3 separate regions of the Rattus norvegicus genome follow, and all the other regions are linked to region 3. Evidence: chromatin contacts called from public Hi-C data. All regions are on one chromosome and are shown on one strand. The core of a region is the stretch at or near the end of the contact, and the rest is flanking DNA. Distances in the headings are between cores, read along the strand shown.

Region 1 (3,871 bases), core at 91-2,590, 120 kb after region 3:
GCTATTGTCTAGAAAGCCCCCTTTCTTCTAGCAAAGGAATCACACAAGCCATGTCCCACAGAACACAGAGTCTCATCAAATTTAACATCACTGAGATAGCCTAACTTTGAAGTCATCCTGCCCTGGGAATCCCCATCCTTTTTAGCTGGTCTGCAGACTGTAACATGAAAGTTCTAACCACGCAGATTTGTTTTTGTTGCTGGTGTGTGTGTGTGTGTGTGTGTGTGTGTGTGTGTGTGTGTGTGTGTGTGTTGCTTGTTTGATTGTCAAGTTGACACAAGCTAGGCAATCTGGGAAGAGAGCCTTAATTGAGAAAATACCTCCACCAGATTAACTAGTAGGCAAGTCTGTGGGGCATGAATTTTTGATGTGGGGGGCTCACCCACTGTGGGTAGCTCCATCCCTAGGCTGGTGGTCCTAGGTGCTATCTATCGGAAAGCAGGCTGAGCAAGCCATGGGGAGCAAGCCAGTAAGCAGCACTCTTCCATGTCTCTCGGTCAGTTCCCTCCCAGGCTTACCTTTATGATGGACTGTAAGCTGAAATAAACCTTTCCTCACCGTTTTTGGTCATGGTGTTTATTTCAGCAATAGAAATACCAAGCCAGGACCCTCCTTCCCTTCCATTCACCCTCATGCTTCCAGCTCCACCGTGCACAGCTGCCTCCCTGAGCCCACAGCCCTTCATCCAAACAACCTTTAGGAGTAAGGCGTGAGGCTCATGGCTGCCCGCACTGGGGGTTGCTCCTGCAGGGTGGAAATAGAGATTCCTTGGCATCCATTTTGAAATACACTTCCTGAGTTTGTCCTGTAGAGCCTGATGGGGACTTCACTTTGAGACCTGGGAGTTGAGTGTTGTTCTTCCTTCTAGAATTTTGGTCTCAAAATGACTCCGTTCTGTAGGACTAGGTAATGCACCGAGAGATGAAAGATGGGAAGCCCCTATCATTCCCAAGGCCTCTAGTTCTGAGAAGATGAGCGCTCACCCCAAGGGAATGGTATTGGCAGGGCTAAAACAGTGCTGCGGAGCTGATCGAAAGCCTCAGCCATGTAGACAAGGAGAGGGAACTAACTGCTGGTGCTTCTCAAAGACTCCATTCTCTTCCTCGGGTCCTCTCCCTATCTAGTTTCTGGCTCCCTTCCACTTTAGGCCAGAAGTATTTGAAGCCACTGTATTTTGGCCTTTAACAGCTGCCGTACCAAAAGTGCTGGCACTGTTCTGAAGTGAACCCACTGTAGTCACCACCTAGCCAGATCAGAGATCTGCCAGCGTCACTGTAGGCTCTGGCTTGCCTCAGCCTGGCTGCGCTCTATGGATTTGACTTTGTGCCCAGCAGCTGCCCGTGTTGGTTGGAATGCTTGAAATTACTGAGTGTTTACTGTGCCTCTGGGTGGGAACCACAGGCTGAGTGCAACATCCTTCCCCGGGAGTCGAGCTGTGGACAGCTTCAAAGGCAGTAGAACGAAGCCCGGCCCCATAGGAATGATAATGGGTCCTTCTGGAAAACCCTAAGTTAGATAACACTGAGTAGTACCTGGGGTCGGAGGGTAGCAATGGCAACCTCTGACAAAATCAGGAGCATAGTTACTGAAACTCTCTCTGGGCCCGTGCCAGCTCGTGGACAGTTTTAGATAGATTTTCCGTAGAGCATATCATCTTTAATCAGCATGCGCTTCAGGAGAACGGGCATAGTAACATGCATGGCTCTGCATGGCACGGCCCGCGCAGTTCAATGGCACATGTTTCCAGTACAGTGTGTAATGACCGAGTGCCCAGGGAAACGGCCCCTCATTCAGGGCAGTTCTTTATATGCGTGCCACGGGTTTCTAACAGTGGCACGGCTCACTTTTGACTCTGCTAGCCCGAGTTTCTCTAGCTACACAGAGAGTTAACTTTTGAGCGTGTAGCCACTTGATCCTGCTACTTCCTGAGACTTTGTTTTTTAAATTTGCCCCTTTTCTCTCTTCTTCCAGAGCTAGTAGATCTCCCCTTGGTAAAGTTTGACTTTTCCTGCAACAAAGTGCTGGTGATCCCCGTCTGCTTTCGGGAGATGAAGCAACTGCAAGTGCTCCTCCTTGAGAACAACCCCCTGCAGTCCCCGCCAGCTCAGGTGAGGACTTGCCCAGAGCCAAGGCCCGGGCTGCACAGTCGTGGTCCATGTGACTCTCTGCAGAGCCCCGGCTAGGATTCTCCGTACACCGGAAGCTGCACTAGGCATGATGGGATGCAGTCAGCAATCTCTCCCCCTCCCCGCCTCCCACCGAACACACAGTGAAGCTTCCAGTCGATCTGACTGATACGTTGCCTGGGTTGGGATCTCATCTGTCCTCACAGCTCTGTTGTCCTGTTTGCACCATCAAGGGCAGAGTTACAGGTTTGATAACGTTCACTCAGTGACACTCTTGAAGCTTATCATAGACTGTGTGGCCTACACAGGGCGTTATATGTTCCTTATTTGAACATTAGCTGGGAAAACTGAACTTAAACATCTTAAAATAGGACTGTTGACATCGTTGAGACAAGTTACACTCAGGTCATGACATTCTAAAGGTTAAACTGCATGGTCAGGGACCTGGAACTTACATCTTGTTTTGTCACTGAGAAGTAAATCCTCCTCCCTGATTTCTCCGCAGATTTGCACGAAAGGAAAAGTGCACATATTTAAGTACCTGAGCATACAGGCATGCCAGATAAAGACAGCCGACTCCCTCTACCTGCACTCCATAGAGAGGCCCCATTCACACCAGCACGTGGAAGACAGGTGAGTTAACGCCTTCCTTCCCGAAAGAGCCCGCTTAGAGTGACCCTCACCGCAGCCGCCCAGGTAACCTGGCGTCAGGATCCGTATGCTTTGCTCACGTGATTCACATTTATGACTTGGAGATGGAGAAAGTAACAGCATACAAAAAACTGATGCTATGGAGAATCTCTAATCCCTCCAAGGGACCTCTCCTTATCAGTAATCAGTGCTTCCTGAGTACGTTGTGTGGATCTTCTGAATAGGGTCTGTAGCGGATTTTCATGCCTACGCAGTTAGCACCGCTATACCAAACTCTGTTGTAAAAACTTACATTTTAACAGTCGTTCCTTTTTTTTTTTAAAGATTTATTTATTTATTATATATAAGTACACTGTAGCTGTCTTCAGATACACTAGAAGAGGGCATCGGATCTCTTTTACAGATGGTTGTGAGCCACCATGTGGTTGCTGGGAATTGAACTCATGACCTCTGGAAGAGCAGTCAGGTGCTCTTAACCGCTGAGCCATCTCTCCAGCCCAACAGTCGTTCCTTTTAAGCTAGGTGTACCAGCTCCTGTGATCCTGGTACTTAGTAGACAGGGTCGAGAGGGTCATGGATTTGAGGCCAGCCTGAGCAGTACATGTAGCAAGATCCTATCTCAAGCCTGCTGTTCTTGATTGAATGACTGTATCAAGCTGAAGTGTTAAGAGCTACCAATTTTCTGTGTACCCGTCAGCTGTAAGTTTTATCTTAACACGGCTAAGATCTGCAGGCTTCGGTTTTTAAAATGTAGTGTGGAAGGTTTTTATCCCATTTCCAGTTTCATGTGTAAGTGTTAGAATTCTTTCAAGCATCGTTGAGCCATTTGTGGTGTAAGACAAGCCTCGTGCATCCAGAGAACAGAGTAGCCACAGTGACCCACTTAAAGAAATGCATTTTTCTTGAGAATTTTACAAGGCAGAGATCTTTCCCCATGTGATTTGCTAAACAGACTGACTTGAAATTTTCAACTACCCTAATGCCATTTTCAAAAGAACACTTTAAATATGTATTAATTATTTTATATTTATATTACAAGGTATAATCAAATACCAGAGAGGTTTTCAAAATGCTTGAAAATAATGTTTCAATAC
Region 2 (3,814 bases), core at 905-3,404, 92 kb after region 3:
CCCACATTCTTCTGAGGCTCATTCTCAGAAAAGATCTGCAATCCTCTGGACACCCACTCTCTTATTTGAGGGACCCTGGGCCAGGGCAACTTTAGAAAGCACAGTTGTTTCTTTTTTGTTGTTGTTGTGAAACAAAAATTAATCTTCATTGTTCTCTTGCCTCATGCTGTCATCTCTAAAGAAGCCATCTGTGGCAAAACAGCATATCTTCTCTCTAGAAAACTGTAAAATTGATACTGTTTTTCTGAACTCGGAGTTTTGTTTCAATCAATAAGAATTTAAATCTCCTTTTTCTGAAACTCTATTCAAAAGGAAAAAGAGCATTTGTGTGTGTGTGTGTTTGCTTGTGTATTTGTGTGTGTATGTGTATGTGTGTGTGTATAGGTATGTGTGAGTATGTGTTTGCTTGTGTATTTGGGTGTGTGCTTATGTATTTCTCTCTGTGTGTATACGTGCATGTGCATATATGTCCATATGTATGTGTGTAAATGATGCTTATGTTGTATCTTACAAAATCTCAGATACAGAGAGACAGTGAGCCAGGTTGGAATTTGATAATACTAATCTTAAAATCTGAAAACACTTTCCATGGAGTGGTAGAAGTGAAACGGGCCGTTGGGACATTTGGACTGCATAGCACAGCTGCCTACATATATATGCCTTAAGCCTTGGGTTTGCTAGGGTTCCCAGGCATTTGTTCATATGGTTGAACATATAGGCAGAGGACCCTAAGCTTCTGGGTGTGCAGATAAACTGTTGTGCGTAAAGTGTACCTGAATTTATGTCTCTGTGTTTTGTGCTGGCAGGCTACCAAACACATGTAAATTAATAATGGGATATTTCTCACCAGATTCCATTCCTTCTAGCATAGCCCATACTTGGCACGACTTCCGAGGAGGGTTTTTCCATTGTGCACACCTGATCGCAGACGTTTTAGCTCACTGTTTGTATTGGGAGAAAAAAGCCGCAGCACAAAAGCCACATTATGCTCTCTACAGAACGAAGGCTGAGTTCACTGGCTTTGTTTCCTGTTCTGTTTCTGATCTTTATAGGGATGTGAAGTTCTTTGTGCCCTAGAGTAAGTCTCTGGAAATGAGGGGAGTGCTTATTTGAAATTCACTGCAGACATTTCTCTTCACTTATGGTAATTCTCAAATTTTTTCTGAGGTCCCAAATGAGCAAGCTCCAAATTGTATTTATTTTTCTAACTAGACCAGTAAAAGCCCCACAAAATGTTCCTGTTTCATCAATAATCAATCCTTAGAAAGGTAAAACTCTGCAGTTAATACTGTCATAGACATAGTGCTGTACATGAGTGGAGTGAATGGAGAAAAAGAACAAACACACATGTACACATATGTATATGTTTGTATATATGTATATGTATATATTTGTTTATATATTATATATTTACATACATACATGTATTGTATATATGTATATAATGTTGTGTTTTATAAAAAAGACAAAAAGCCAGGGGTATGTTTGATAGAGTGAGGTTTGGTGAGGTGGAAGGGGGTGCCTCTGCAGGCCCATGCTGAGCCATCCCTTCCCCCTGAGGTACCAGCCACATGATGGGTATAGTATAGAGTTTATTTAGGACATGGGGAGGGGAGCTGAGAGAGTAGAGACAGAGAAAGGCAGATAGATAGATAGATAGATAGATAGATAGATAGATAGATAGATAGATAGAAAAAAAGAAGAGTAGAGGCCAGCCATGAATGCATGGAGAGAGAGGCTGGAGGGGAATGGGGGAGAGAAGGGACAGAGAGGAAAGTGGGTAACAGTAAGAAAATAAGGGGGGGAGGGAGGGAGAGAGAGAGAGAGAGAAAGAGAGAGGAAGAGGAGGCAAGCAGCCCCTTGTATACTGAGTCAGGCACACCTGGCTGTTGCCAGGTAACTGTGGGGTGGAGCCTAGAAGAAATGCTAACATATAATACCTATGTAAAGGAAACGTTGGGTCTGTGGAATACCATTGCCCTCATCCCTACCAACACCGTTTAGTCATGACAGCACTGAGTGAGCTCCTGGGCAGCCTTTGTAGTAGGTGTGAGGCAGAAGGGGGATTTTTCCCAAGTCACTGAGTGACAGGGACAGTGGTACTGAGGCAGTGACCTCATTATCTTGCTGAGCGCCATCTCCCCTGGGTTCCACACACTGTAGAACCATTTCATCAACCTGAAAGTGATTGTGAGGGCGTTTTTCAGGGACAGCCCAAGTATAGAAACATGAAGAAGCTTTCGTATTTGAAGGTCGCTATGGTTCCTCCTTTTATTCTTCGGACTGTAACTTCCTGCATTCTTTTCCTTATGCTGATTTTTTAAAGTCTGTTTTTGGGACAGGATCTTACTTTGTAGCCAAGGCTGTCTTGGAATTTGAGACCAGGCTTGCTTCAAACTTCAAACTCACAGAGATATGTCCAGAATCTGCTCCACGTGACCTAAGGGTACCCCAAAAGGATCCTCCCACCTTGTAAGACCCATAACTTCTCCTGTCCTAAGATTACCACCCAGGCGTCCAAACCATTAATACGTGACCTTTGGGGGTCACAGTGACCTTTGGGGGGTCACACATGACCTTTGGGGGGTCAGTTGTCCAAAGCGTAATATATATAGATTTTTTTTAAAATCACCCATAAATTGTTTCTACTTTTCAAGGTTATTCTAATCAGTGAGCTTTAAATTCTATAGAGTTGTTTTAAGGTACCTTTTAAAAATTTATTTTGGATTTGATTAATTGTTTCAAGCTACGTTTCTTGTTTGTAGATTCTTTAGATAGTTCAAGATTTTCCGTATTGCCTGTGCAGTTAATTCCACAAGTAATTCATGAGTATTTGCTGGGGAAAAATAATGTAAAAAAAAAAAGTTGTCAATCCCACATTTAAAAGTCACTCGCGTCTCTTCCATTTTAACACATTTTGTGTTTGTAGCTGGTGTTTTATTGAGACTTCCATTGCTCTGATTAAATAACTGAGCAAAGTATCCAGAGTGGGGAGAGCTTTGTTTTGGCTCAGGGGTTTAGAAGCTCGCATGGACCCTGCTCCTGAGGGAGTAGCAGAGCAGGGTTGCTCTCCTCAGAGCAGCCCGGAAGCAGCTGGAGAGGATGCCTGTGCTAGTGGGCTTCCTCCTTCTGCTTAGTTTCCTCTTGGGTCCTTAGCCTAGGGGGCTGGTGTCGCCTACATTCATGGCACTAATACAAAATTCTATCATTATGTGAGAGAGTTGTACAGCGGTGAGCTCATTGAGCAGGACCGTAGATGGGAAAGGTAGTTCCTGGAGGTCCAGCATTCTTTTGCTTCTAGATCAAGTGTCGTCAGAGTCTGAGGGACCCATGGCCGGCAGATGGTAGAGCAGAATCAAAGAATGACCCGTGCGCTTAGAGAGCTCATTTGCTTTTAGTTGGTCAGTAAGTTGAATGAGAGCCCTCCAGGGAGTTCAAGCAACAGCTTAGGAGTGTTCTCCCCTTTGTAGGTGATGCCTTCCATGAGCCCACTGTGCCCTTAGCCAGAATATACCCTGGAAAATAGCTTACCTTCCTGTGGTGACCACTGAGTGTTTGGTAGCAGCACACTGATACAGAACCCATAGGACTAGCCAGGAATCCTTCAGCACTGCCTAAAGGAAGCTGCTTCTTTATTCCTTGAGAGTTACCTAACTCTTACAGTTAGGTCTTCAGAAACCCCATAGGAAGGCTCTGCAGCTTATATACTATAGGGGAAAAAACAAACTGCTACCACAGTTCAGGGGCCGTGTAGTTGATTGCAGTTCACTGATGCTGCCTGGTCCTGACGGAGAGGAAGCAGAAATGCTCACAT
Region 3 (4,236 bases), core at 1,191-3,690:
CAACTACGCTGTATACACAGTGCCTATGCCTTATTCATTCATCCACCACGATGCCCAGGCTGATGCTATTACTTGCCCGTAGTGCCGCAGATGAGTGTTTGTAGTACATTGACTTAGACTCTTCTGAGTCGTCTCAGGAGCGCTGCAGCTAGAGCATAACCCTTTACATAGATGCCCTGATTCTTATTTTCTGCACCTGGCATTCTGTCTCTATCATCTTTCAATATTCCATGACGCTCTATAATATAATATCAGAAAGTGATTCTACTTTTACTTTGGTTTTTGAAGACCTTTCATATTGATTTCCACCGTGGCTACACTAGTTGATATTATCACTAAAGAGGCCCCAGACTTCCCTTCCTCTCCTTCATTCTCACCAGCATCTGCTTCTGTTTGTTTAATGCTAGCCATTCTAGCTGGCTGTGAGATGCATTTTCATTGCAATTTTGACCACATCTTCCCCTGGCTAAGGACTCTGAACGTATTCTGCATGTAATTTTATTATTATTATTATTATTATTATTATTTATACTTTTATCTTTTGAGAAGTGTCTGTTCATATCATTTGCCCATTGTTGATTGGATTGGTTTCTTGAGCATTTAATATTTTTCCTTCATTCTTTTAACATCCTAGATATTGACAACCTAAAGCTCAAAAGATGCTGGGTAGTCAAAGCAATCCTGAACAAAAAAACTAATGCTGGGGGAATCACAATACAAGATTCTAGGTATCACAGAGTGGCAGGAGGAAACACAACATCGTGTTGCCACAAAACCGTGTAATCAAAGGAGCTGAAGATTCAGGAATGAAACAGTGCAGCTGCATTTACAGCTACCTCGATAGGTACCCAAAGCACACACTGGAGAAAAGAGGGTCTTTGGCACACTGTGCTGGGAAAACTAGATTCTACGTGTGGGAGAATTAAACTGAATCTCTGTCTCTCACCCTGCCCAAAGATCAATTCAAAATGGATGAAAGCCCTTAAGATGAGACTCAAAAACCTGAAACTGTCCAAGGAAAACAGGAAAAACCTTCATGATACAGGAACTGGGAAGGATTCTCTGAAAAGAGCCCTAAGCCCACGGGAAATGACTTGCAAGAACTGACAGGCAAGATTGAATGAAATAAAAAAATGCTTCTCCACCACAAAGGAAGCAACAGAGCGAAGAGACCGTCTACAGAGCAGGGTGAAAAAACTAAGCTTAAGGCAGTTTATGAAAGTCATGAGAGATTCGAAGGGAGTGGAGCCAGCAGGATGGGGTTGGGGTAGAGAGTATCACACCACTAGGTGGCGCCTGTTTCTTCCGGGAATTTGCTCTCAGCCTGGAATCTCAGGAATTAAGGGGTAGCCCTGTAGTGAAGTCCATGCAAGTGACATAGATCATGAAGTCACTAGGTCCACGAGGCTGCCTAGACTATCACAGGTATGTATCACTGTATGCATGATAAAGTTGTATCAAGCTTGGTCCCAGGGAGTTGGCTGTCAAGGTGTGGGAAGGGAGTGGGGCTTTATCAGTCTTCCAGCTGGGTGGCCTTTAGGTGACACAGGTCCTCTGGCTCTTCCCTGGTGTGCAAACCCTGGCTCAGTGGCCACTGTAGGTCACCCCCATGGCAGAACATTTGTTTGCAATCAGTTCAATTCCTATGCCCCACGTGGATAAGAAGTAGGCGCACGCTGAAAATTCCATAGCACCTAAGCTTAGGTTAAGACGTGACCTTTTGGATTGTTAGATCTTCGGTGTTTTAACTCCTGGAGTAATAATTTAGGACTCATTTTCCCTCATGACAATGTATTTTATCATAAAAATCACCCTTTGTCAAAGTCCTTCCTCTAGATTTGTCTATTTGCATTTAAGTCTGGTCCCTGTGGTCTGCAGTGAAGGTGCAAAATTTTGGTGACTGTGGGCTGTGGGTTCGAATTCCGTATCACTTTTGCAGGGGTGATCTCGGCTCAGTTTAACTTCCTCTCTCAACTGAAGGAAGCAATTTTTCCACTCACGGACTTCCTGGATTCAATGAGAGAATTTGTGCAGCAAGCACCTAAATGCCAGGGGGCGTCAGTGAGGGTAAATCCACAAGTGGAAAAACTGCCTTTTGGGGGTAACTCTGGGTCAATCAGCCAGAATCACTCTTCTCACTGTGACCTTGTATTCCAAATCTGGTCTCCTGCCTCTACCCGTTTTCACAAACGGCTTTAAAACAAAACAAAACAAAACCCAAAAGACAAAAATCAAACTGACAAAATACCCTGACCCACAGTGTGTTAAACCCCAAGAGGTCGGGCCGGAGTGAAAATCACCCAGAATGTGCATCCAGTTCCAGCCAGCTTCAGGGGGTGGAGCGCAGAGAAGCTGAGGAGGAGGAGCAGCAGCGGGCGGGGGCGCGGGCACGAGCAGACACAGGCGCGCCGCTGCCGCTGCCGCCGCCGTCGCCGCCCTCGGCTTCCCCCGCTGGAAACGTTGGTGATCAAGCGAGCTGTGCTGCCTCCAGCTCTGCGCCGCCCGCCGCCCCTCCCGTAGTCCCGCGGCTTTCGAGGGAGCGCTGCGGAGACTCGGGGCCGCCGGGGAAACCTGTGACCCCGCGCAGGAGCGGCGGGGCGGGGGACCGGGAGAAGATGGCGACGCCGGGAAGCGAACCCCAAGCTTTCGCGCCCGCCCTCTCGGTAACCGCCCTGCACCCGCATATCCACCAGCACCACCAGCACCACGGAAGCACGGGCAGCGCGGGCTTCAACCTGCCCTTGAACCGTGGTTTGGAGCGCGCGCTAGAGGAGGCAGCCAATTCTGGGGGCTTGAACCTGAGCGCCAGGAAGCTGAAGGAATTTCCCAGGACTGCAGCCCCGGGACATGACCTCTCGGACACGGTTCAGGCAGGTGAGACAGGGCCGGGGCTGCCCACGCGTGTGTGGGGCTGTCGCGCCTTTCCGCCGGGCCCGAGTGTGTTGCTCGATTGGCTCGCCAGAAGAGGGTTCTGCAATGTGCGCGCGGTGGTTGTAGCGGGCACGGTGGCCCGCTTGGCCCGGCGACCTGCGACCGTGGTGCAGGAGCGCAGGGATGCGCCCAGAAGCCGTGCCTGGCGCGCGGGAAGTGGGGGATCTCAGGCGACCGCGAGCGAGTCGGGAACACGAACCAGATCCTGGACCTCTACATGGAAACATTTTGCGTCCCGGTGGGTGGGAAAGCCCAGACAAAGGTGGCCGGCCCTCGGCCAACCCTGTCCTCTCCTCGTAGTGTCGCGGCCCCGACCACCGCGCCGCGCCGCGCGACCGTGGCTTGCTGCAGCCAGAGAGGCGGTGCCAGCCTTGGTTCTGCGCCTGTGCGAGCAAGAGGCTGGTGTCTGGCTCCCCACCCACACATTTTCCCTCCACCGGGGCTCCCCGATTCTCACTAACCCGGTCTTTGCGGGGGCCCTGGAGGGGAAGCGTGGCGTAGTAAATGAAAAGTAATTAAAGTGAGCCTGTTTGCCAGTGTGAGCCCGGCAAGTTGTAACCCGCACCAAAGAACAGCCGGCTTCTTCAAGTTGTGTCATGTGTTGACATATTTCGGAGATGTCTTCTTTTCCTTTAGTAGTCAAGAGTTGTGGGAGTGAATCCATAAACAGGAAGGAGGGTGGTGGAAGAGGGTTGGGGCCTTGGGAATCCGTGCAGATCTGACTTAGTTTCCGACCATCCGGTTCCGCTCTTTGCGGGACCGTTTGTACCCCGGCGAACACCTTGCATTTCCCGGGGCAGTGGGTGCCCCGTTTTTTTGAGCCACTGCTGTCGTTGCCTCTTCCGACGTGCATCAGGTCTCTTAGGGTTCTGAATTGCTTGACTTTCAGATCAGGGTCCTTCAGCTTCTTATAAAGGAAGATTAGGGGGCGGGGCAGGGGGGAGCCGGTTGTGGCTTTTGGAGGCCAGGTTTCTAGTTAAATTCCATAAACATTTATCAGGAGGCCAATTGAAAATTTAGATGGAGTTCCGAATTCATTGGAGGACAGAAGCACTCCTCTGGGGTCATTAAACGGTGATTTGGGTTTAAGGATTGTCAGGAATGGGTAAGCAGAGGGGAAATTCCAGAACAAAGTTTTCAACAGCTGGAGAGGCTCTTGATAGGGCCTCGTAGTTACAGCTTCTCAAGTAGAAGTTATTCTAAGAGTCGCCTAAATCAATAATCTTAAAAAGCACTCTACATTTTCCTTAACTCCTGCCACAGTTAGAATGGCTGTGTACTGCAGGAAGCCAGAATGACCAATGC

What was found. Hi-C and Micro-C count contacts between places; a contact is called where the count stands out from the background.
Region 1: a Hi-C map of Schwann cells shows a contact between it and region 3, with 3 times the contacts expected there. The contact joins the enhancer-like site here to the promoter of Lrch1 in region 3. A contact is called at or near these places in 2 of 12 Hi-C or Micro-C datasets (Schwann cells and mammary epithelial cells).
Region 2: a contact with region 3 is called in a Hi-C map of mammary epithelial cells, with 2.7 times the contacts expected there. The contact joins the enhancer-like site here to the promoter of Lrch1 in region 3. A contact is called at or near these places in 2 of 12 Hi-C or Micro-C datasets (frontal cortex and mammary epithelial cells).

What each region holds. Positions count from the first base shown.
Region 1 is chr15:56,538,095-56,541,965 of GRCr8, reverse strand. It overlaps Lrch1 (leucine rich repeats and calponin homology domain containing 1), which reads left to right. Exons shown (of 19, transcript NM_001134727.1): 5 at 1,972-2,108; 6 at 2,632-2,759. Among named protein-coding and RNA genes, the nearest start is that of Esd, 87 kb to the right of the region's middle. Within about 2 kb of position 1,340, at least 25 of the 93 cell types and tissues checked have an H3K27ac peak or open chromatin away from gene starts, as enhancers often do. A contact at or near this core is called in Schwann cells, where this site is marked.
Region 2 is chr15:56,565,756-56,569,569 of GRCr8, reverse strand. All of the region lies in intron 2 of Lrch1 (leucine rich repeats and calponin homology domain containing 1), which reads left to right. Among named protein-coding and RNA genes, the nearest start is that of Lrch1, 91 kb to the left of the region's middle. Within about 2 kb of position 2,154, at least 10 of the 93 cell types and tissues checked have an H3K27ac peak or open chromatin away from gene starts, as enhancers often do.
Region 3 is chr15:56,657,304-56,661,539 of GRCr8, reverse strand. Lrch1 (leucine rich repeats and calponin homology domain containing 1) reads left to right here and starts at 2,440. Exons shown (of 19, transcript NM_001134727.1): 1 at 2,440-2,874. The coding sequence starts at 2,616.